Linked DNA regions of Mus musculus: region 2 is linked to region 1. Evidence: chromatin contacts called from public HiChIP or PLAC-seq data. All regions are on one chromosome and are shown on one strand. The core of a region is the stretch at or near the end of the contact, and the rest is flanking DNA. Distances in the headings are between cores, read along the strand shown. Region 1 holds the start of Mpp2 (membrane protein, palmitoylated 2 (MAGUK p55 subfamily member 2)). Region 2 holds the start of Bloodlinc (Bloodlinc, erythroid developmental long intergenic non-protein coding transcript).

Region 1 (4,025 bases), core at 199-2,698:
GGGTCAGACTGTAAGAATAGTGAGTTGGAATACACTAGGTGGATTAGAACTTGAATCCCACTGTGTCCTTGGGATCCTGGATGCAGTAAGTTTGCTGTGAATTGCTATGGGGGGTAATATTTGAGAAGTTTTGGGAGGAATCAAGATTTCTCTCCCCCACCCAACTAAGTGCAAACAGATTCTCTAAGCAGAGGTGAGTGGGTAAGATCCAAGGGAGTCTCCGAGGAAGGAGACCTCTTGTCCTGAGTTTAATTAGGAAGATCTAGTTTGGAAGCCTTTTTCCTCAGACAGAAGCCTGTAGTTCCAACCACCACCATCTGGGGTCGCTACAAAACTTTCTCTTCTCTAAGGAATAAGAGACGTGGGCTACTTAACAGCCTTTAGCATTTTGACCCATCGCTGGCTTTTCCCTACACCAATTCCCAACTGCTTCCCTTTGCTAACAGGGTCGGCTGGGACCACATCTAGACATGAATCCTCAAGTCAATTCATTTTCGAGATTTCCAAGCAAGTTTCCAGGATCTTAGAAGCTCAGTTATAAGAGGAAGATATAAACGCCCCGCTCCCCACCGAGCGCCTATTCCATAGGGTAGCGGAGGGGTTAGGGGGCACCCAAGTCAGGGAAGGCCCCGGCTTGCACAGACTGAATGAAGGCTGTTTTCCACTTGGGGCCACCAATAGTCTGAGGCTGTGCAGTATCTTTTACTAGCAGGTCTGGGAGGAGCCAGAGGCTGAGCAAGGCGGGCTAGCGGGCTTAACCCTTTGCTTTCTTCGTTTTGCTGCCTGAAATAGAATCTAGGGCCTCTCCTGCACGTTCAACCCACCAATGGAGCCGGACGCCGTCACTACTTATTTGTTGAAACGGGATTTAGGAGGGAGAGACTGTTTCTTCTGCTCTTGTGCCTTAAACAGAGGCAAGGATCAACTTCCCGCGTCAAGGCTAAAATTAGGATCTTGGTCCCTTTCATGAAAAAACACAGTCCCACTCTCTTAAATTTTCTGTTTTTCTTCAAATTTTCTTAGAAGCAGGCATGTGCCGTATGACTATAACGCCACCCCCAGGCTTATCCCCTACCAGAGTTAGTGTCCTGATGTCCCCTTGCTTTTCCAAAACTGTGTTAGGAAAGGACAGACGAAGCGTTCAGGGGACTGGTACGCTGGACTAAGCGGTCCCGTTAAGGGGGGTGATCCCATCGCGCTCAGTTTCCCCCCCTTTCTTTTATTAAACATCATCGCCCTTTTAAAGAATTCCTACGCGCCAAGTAACACACGTTGGTCCTGCTCAGAGTTGGGGGTCGTGGGCTTTGCGGTGCCTGTTAACCACCACTTCCCCGCCCACCCGCCTGCTCCTGGGAGATTACTTTACAGTGGACCGTAGGTTGCCGCGTCCCTTCCGTGTCCCAGCCCTCTCCTTTCTGTCTCCGCCCCTTCGCTCCTAGGAGACCTTGCCGCTTTAAGAGCGCGGCTAGCGATTGACAAGCAATAACCGCGGAGCGCCGGGCTGCGCGGAATCGCCCCAAGCTAGGGGCTCCCCAAAACGCAGGTAGGTATTCCTAGGCCCCTGGGCCAGCACCCACCTCAGAACCCTTGCCTCCTTTTCGACCTATCACCTACACTTGGGGATCCTATTCTCCAGGTCCAAACTCCTGGGCCCCTTCCCCAAGTCGCCCCACTCCCTCTCCAGCTGCAGCACTGGGCTCTCTGTGTGTGATGCCGGTAGGGAGAACCGAACCCCTCATCCCAGGGATGCTGGTTCCCATGCCAGCGATGAGGGCTCCAGAGGGACACCGGACACAGAGACGCTGAGCTGAGAGGAGCACAGGTATTTGCGCGGCCTCTCCAGGGTCTGTGTTGGGTTGGGGGGGGGGGGGGACTTCGGATCCCGGCATTACGTAAGAGCCGTGCTACTGGCGTTTCCGGCCCTGGGGGAGCTAGACTAAGATTGTACTGGGTCCCTTGGCACCCTGCACCCCAAGAGACCAACACCTCAGTCATTCCTGAGAGAGGGTTCTGGAGAGGGGCGGTCTGCTAACCTAGAGTGCCAGGCCAGGTCCAGGAGGTTGCAGGGTTTTGGAGCCAGGGTTTAAGGTATGGGGATTCCAGAGGGAATCAGCACCAGAAGCAAGGAGCCAGGGTCAGAAAGTTAGGTCAACTAAGGGGTAGTGGGGAATGAAGACCTGGGGGACGTGGGGGGGGGCAGTCATTCAGTGACCTCATCCCCTAGTCCCGGCGGGCACGCAAGCAAAGAACCTTCTTTGATGGCTCGCAACACGCCCCCTCCTTCCTAGGTCCTAGCGCCCGGCGGGTTAGGGCTGAATTGAAGGGGCGGGGGCAATCTGATTGTGAGTGCGGGCACGTCCGCCGGCTCCCTAGACCCCATCCTCCAGTCCTCAGTTATCTACAGTTCTCCCCATAACCGTGTCCGGCTCCAAAGTGCCTTTGTCAGGCGTTCGTCTTTCGCACCTCTCTGAGTCTGCACCGATGGAGCGGGGGTGGGTGGGAGGATGGAGGAAATCTCTCTCTTTGAAGCTGGCGGGCTTCACCTACACACCCGGGGGACGGGGGTTGGATAGCTTGGTGGCGGATGTGCGTGTGGAGGTGGGAGTGGGAGGGCCTTAGGTTTAGGCTTTTGGGCGCCGTGATGCTGGTTTCGTGATGACTGGGCCCGGGGACCTTGGCACGGAACCAGGCTAGCTTGCCTGGCACTGCCGTTCTCCTGTGGGCACGGGCGGCCCCGCCCTCTCAGAGGCTTGGGTGGGGGTGGGGCAGAGCGAGCCGACGCCGTGGGAACCAACTCCTCAGGGAGCAGACCCAGGCTTACTGGGCAGGACTCCTGGGCCTAGGGTTTCACACAGGCTCCTCCCTGGCTCTTCCCCGTTTCCCTGCTCCAGGAAAAGAGGAACCACAGCAAGCACCTCTAGTGGGGAGTATGGCCCAAGGCCTGAGAAGCTGTCCCCTGCTCTCTAGGAATAAGGACATGGAGTTGACAGAGGGGACACTGGCGCTGGCACAGTGTAACCTGGACATTTCTTTTAACCAGTGGTGCTAGCGTGAAAGGGGTTCCCCTCATCTCTCTCTCTCTCTCTCTCTCTCTCTCTCTCTCTGCAAGTTCGATTTTTCTGGAAAAGATCCGGGAGGAAAGGGAATCGTATCCCTCACCTTTGTCATTTGGTTTCTGGAGCTGTCATTATCTTAGGCTTGGGAGAGGGAGAGGGAGAGGGAGAGGGAGAGCGAAGAGGAGGAGGAAGAGGAGAGAGAGAGAGAGAGAGAGAGAGAGAGAGAGAGAGAGAGAGAGAGAGAATTTTATTAAAACCTGTAGTTGCTCCTCTGAGAATTATTTTGGGTTGGAGAGGGGAGAGGCTGGGAGGGTGGAGTGGCCCTATGGCTCCCCGTGTGGTGGTGGTGGGGATGCATTTAGTCTTAAAGTGGGCACTGCCAGCTGCTTCCCCCTACTCCCCCACCCTTGCTGAGAGCCACTGCCTCCTGTTGTCATGGCAACTGGGGAATTAGGGTTTTATCCAGTAACACATGCCCAGGAAGGCAAGGGGAGAAAGAGTAGTGGGTCACCCTGTTCTCCTTTCCACGGAGGATGAAGGAGCCAAGCTTAGCTTGGGAGACCCGGGGATGGGGATGGGACTGCAAACTCCATGCCTGCTTCTGGCTGCTGCCCTTCACTTCTCCCTGTCCCAACTCCTGGTGGAGAGAGAGAGAGAGAGAGAGAGAGAGAGAGAGAGAGAGAGAGAGAGAGAGAGAGAGAGAGAGAGAAAGAGCAGGAAAGGAAATATCATTTCTGTCAGCTGGACACCAGTGTTTGTGAGGGCACCCTCACCCGAAGGTTCTAGGCCTGGGGCACAGCGGCAGGTAGCGGACCTCAAGGCTGCCCCCTTGGACTTTCCAGGCCTGGGAAACTTTCCAGTGTTTGCTCATATCCTCGACGTCATTCTCCTTCCAGCTAAAGAAAGAACCAGAAAAAATATTATGTTTGGTTTGTTTGTTTTTGACATGAGTTCTCTACTCTCTATGTT
Region 2 (4,507 bases), core at 1,479-3,978, 290 kb before region 1:
TGTGTTTGCTGGGAGTTGAACTCAGGACCTCTGCTTGCTCTGGCCCCGCTCACTCTGGCCTATTGAGTAGTCTTGATTAAAATATTTTTGTGTTTGTTTTTAAGGCAGGGTCTCACGCTATAGCTTTGGCTGACCTAGAACTCACAGAGATCCATCCATCTTCCTCTGCCTCTCAAGTACTGAGATTAAAAGTGTGCACCTCCATGCCTGGATTTTGTATAATTTGCCTATTTGTTTGTTTAGAAATGTGCTGTATTGATAGCTGTCTTAGTTAGGGTTTCTATTGCTGTGAAAAGACGTCATGACCAAGGCAACTCTTATAAAAGCAAACATTTAATTGGGGCTGGCTTACAGTCTCATAGGTTTAGTCCATTGTCATCATGGCAGGAAGAAGGCAGAATGCAGGCAGACATGACGCTGGAGAAGGAGCTGAGAGTTCTACATCTTAATCTGACTGTAGCCACACTGACTCTTCCACACTGGTCAGAGCTTCAAAGGGAACCTCTACAGTGAAGCACTCCTCCAACAAGGCCGCACCTCCTTAGAGTACCACTTCCTGTGGGCCAAGCGTATTCAAACCACCACAGTAGCTTTTCTACTAATGTGACAGAATATCATGACCAAGGAAAGCCTTTAACTGGACTTACGGTTGGTTTCTAAGGGTTAGAGTCCATGACAGCATCAAAAAGGCATGGCAGCAGAGACAGCTGAGAGCTCAGACACAATCAGAGTTAGAGACAGATACTTGGAATGGTATCAGGCTTTTGAAGCCTCATGGCCCACCCCAGTGACATACATCCTTCAATAAGGCCTCACCTCTAATTCTCTCCAAACAGTTCAACTGAGGACCAAGTATTCAAACATATCAGCCTATGGGGGGCCATTCTCATTCATAAATACCTGTTATCCACCACTTTCCTATTGTTCTGTTTCCTTACAAGGTAGGTCACTTACAAGTAGCCACAGAGCTTTTCTGTCCTCAGTTTGCTTCAACTTTCTTCAGTCTAAGCCAGCTTCCTCTGTGTTGCCTGCTACATTGTTTCTATATTGTGGGATGAAGTGCTACCAGATGCTGGAATAGAAAATAACACCAATTGTGATCTTAAATTGAGATCAACTGACTACATTGTTTTTTTGTAATTTTATCTTCAATTTTATTGTTTAGCCTGCCCTCATTACAGCTACTGAGAACTGCCCTCTTTTTCTGATGATAACTCTGAATGCTATTCTTCATGCTCCAGCCATTTTTTTTTTTTTTTTTTTTTTTTGGTTTTTTGAGACAGGGTTTCTCTGTGTAGCCCTGGCTGTCCTGGAGCTCACTTTGTAGACCAGGCTGGCTTCGAACTCAGAGATCCACCTGCCTCTGCCTCCCGAATGCTGGGATTAAAGGCATGTGCCACCACTCCTGGCTCCAGCCATTTTTTTTTTTTTTTTCCTGAGAGGAAGCAGGGGTTTTCACTGACCTAGAACTTGCCAAGAAGGCTAGGCTGTACGACCAGCAAGCCCCGTGAATCTGCCTCTCTCTGTCTCCCCATGCTAGGATTACAAACATACACCACCATTCCCATTTTTCTGAGAAACATGGATTCTGGGTCTTGAACTCAGATCCTTGTACTTGCAAGGCAAACGCTTTACCAATTGAGCCTCTGTTCTGTATCTTCATTACTTTGCAGCACATTCTACAAACACTAACTGAGCATTCCCGACATGTGGTGGCCTGTGCCAATCATACAAACCTGTTAAAGGAAGGAAGGAACAATAAAGAGAGAAATTCTTGGTTATAGGGCGGGGAGGTAAACACTGACCTACTTACAGCCACCGGAAACGACAAGCTCCAACTGCAGCCAACTGCGGCCAGAAGATCCTCCGGGTACATACATGGAAGTCAATGGGCATTGGCAGTAATCGGCTAAGGAAAGCGGGAGTCCTACATACACTTGCCGGTGCTAGTTTGACCCACATGCGTGGACCAGTCAGCTGAGAAAGGACATTGAAGAAGGCCAGGTTATGAGTGAGCAGAATGGCTGGCGAAGATAGATTAGGAAAGATGAACTTGGTGGAGTGATGTGGGGAGGTGATAAGAGGAAAATGAGAACGCTAAATAGATGGAGATGATAATATGGTATGGGGGCCACAAAGCAGACATTCCCAAGAGCTGAGCGCCGCCTGTGTCAAATGCTACAACGAATGAGGAGCTGGGCAGCGTGGGTGTGTGCAGAACCTGGTGGTGAGTAGGTTAAACATAGTGTGGAGAGAAAGGGTTGAAGTCAGCAGCTTCGTTAGAAGCGAGCAAGTTCAGCGAGTGCCTTTATGGGGTGCTAGGCTATGAGCAGAGCAGAAAGTTGTTTCCACGGGATAGACTGGACCTTCTTCGCGGGCTTCTTTAGGGGCAGTAAACAGCATGAGCCCCCTGGAGGCCAGGTGGTGTAATTACCAAGGAGTTTTCAAGGTTGGGGGAGGGGAGAACATTTACTCGCGTCAATATTTCCTCTTACAAATTTGAGAGGAGAGAGAGTTCTCAATTCGACTCCCTTGAACTTGATTTCTTGTCCACTTTATTCACCTTATAAATTAATAAACCATAGATTTTCTTTTCTTTCTTTTCTCTTTCTTTCTTTCTTTCTTTCTTTTTTTTTTTTTTTGAGACAGAGTCTATCTCTATGTAGTCCTGGCTGCCCAGGAAACTGTATGGATGTCTGTGTAAGAGTGCCAGAAGCCCTGGAACTGGAGTTGTAGATAGGTGTGAGCTGTCATGTGGGTGCTGGATCCCGGTGCTCTTAGCTGCTGAGCTATCTCTCCAGACTCCATCCTGACTTTCTTTTTTCTCTAAGGATATAGAATTCACTTGCTCCCAGCACTTTCACTTCCTCCGTTTGGGACTAGGTTAGAGAGCATCTCTGGGTGCTGCCATAGTTAGTGGGAGCCTCCAGCAGGGATGAGCCTGGGTGAGTGTGCATACATGGGGGTCCATTCCCCCAAGACTAGGCTAGGCTGGGAGAGGAGGTGGAAGGTCTGTACGGAGCAGGTCCCGGTAGTCCTTGACAGCTGTTCTCTGGGCTCTCCCATCTGCACTGGGAAAGAGAGCCTCCAGGCTGGTGAGCTGTGCTCAGTGGCTGACTGAGCGCCTTTAGTAAGCTGTTTACATCTCTGCTGAATCACAGGAGGGAATCCCGGTTCACTCTTGGGAGTTTTGCCACCAAAATGTTGCAGGACTTTATGTCGTGGAGGTCCCCAGGGACTCTGAGCGTCTGTATGTTTACCCCACTCTCCCCCACCCAGTCTTAGCTTGGCTTTTGTGCTTTTGTGTCTCTTTCTGTGGCTCCTAGCACTCATCAGCATGAGTAAAGCAAACGCTTGCTGACTGACACCTGGATGGATAAAGGAACCAATTCCTGTCACAAGAGTGGAAGCTAAACAAGCCTTCAGCCTGTTTTCTGAGCCTATGGTGAGGAGGCTCAGGCTGGATACCACGTCCTCTGTCTTCTGCCAGGCTGTCATCAGACTCAGCACTTTGCCTCTAAAACAAGACACCTCAAGAGATTGGGTAGCTGACAGGATTGGGACCCCAAAGAGGAGCACCCCGTAGTCATTATCCTACTCCCCACCCAGGAACCCTACCTTCCCCAGCTTCACTGGCCAGGAACCAGGAGTTGCAGTCAGCGGGGAAAGGCACAAGCCCGGGGCCTCAGCTCTGATTGGCTGCCCTAAGGTCTGTTCAAAAACAAACAAGCTGAGCGCCTGAAGGGAGGGGAGTTTGGACCTGGAGGCCTCCTTTTCTCTCCGCCCTTCGCCCTTCGCCTTTCCAGGGACAGCTGAGTCACTGAGCCCTGTCCGTTTGCTCTCTCCTTCACCTACAGAAAGACGGAGGCACAGGGACTGAAGGAACGGAGTTGAGGTTTCACCTTCGAGGGTTCCCCAGACCCGACCCACCAGCTGCGATTGAGATGGGCACAGCTCAGGGCTCCAGTTTGAGACACTCCACTGCCTGGGCTCAGGAGCTCAAGATCGAGAGGATTTTGTTGAGCGCCCGCCTGAGCGTACCTCCACTTCCCTGAGCAAAGGCAGCAAGAGCTACTGGTCTGAGGGTCAGCGGGGCGTGCCTGCCACCACCACCACCAACTGAGGCTCTCTCCTAAAATGACACTCACACCCGTTCTCCACCAAGCTTCTCTGGGCCTCGTCCTTCTACCTCACAACCTCTTGAACTTGAACCTTTAGAGACTTCTGGAAATTCTGTTAAGGTCACACAGCTAGTGGGAAGGCAAGCTGGCTCAAAGCCAGTGTGTTAAGCTTTTTCCCCTAGACATACACAGGGCAGGGAACACACCCATAGGCTTGGGCTCTGTGACTCTGCCATCAGCTGTCAGGTTGAGGACCTCAAACATCTGGCTCAGCAGATACGACAGATCAAGTGGGGCTGCAGCTGTTCTGAAGGGAGGGGCTGTCCCTCCTGTTAGGGTGTGACCCTTTTCTAGGAGAACTCGGGTTTTTTCATCAATATAGGCAG

What was found. HiChIP or PLAC-seq counts read pairs in DNA pulled down with a chosen protein or histone mark.
Region 2: an H3K27ac HiChIP or PLAC-seq map of epiblast stem cells shows a contact between it and region 1. The contact joins the promoter of Bloodlinc here to the promoter of Mpp2 in region 1. A contact is called at or near these places in 1 of 39 promoter capture datasets (hippocampal neurons), 2 of 115 datasets of contacts at active chromatin or transcription factors (epiblast stem cells and pancreatic cancer cells) and 2 of 9 other capture datasets (adipose tissue and liver).

What each region holds. Positions count from the first base shown.
Region 1 is chr11:102,085,938-102,089,962 of GRCm38.p6, reverse strand. It overlaps Mpp2 (membrane protein, palmitoylated 2 (MAGUK p55 subfamily member 2)), which reads left to right and starts at 1,448. Exons shown (of 13, transcript NM_016695.4): 1 at 1,448-1,543.
Region 2 is chr11:102,375,241-102,379,747 of GRCm38.p6, reverse strand. Bloodlinc (Bloodlinc, erythroid developmental long intergenic non-protein coding transcript) reads left to right here and starts at 2,728. Exons shown (of 3, transcript NR_131196.1): 1 at 2,728-2,945; 2 at 3,327-3,445; 3 at 3,858-4,197. It overlaps Gm34253 (predicted gene, 34253), which reads right to left and starts at 4,279. Exons shown (of 3, transcript NR_166821.1): 1 at 4,151-4,279; 2 at 1,806-1,977; 3 at 316-1,072.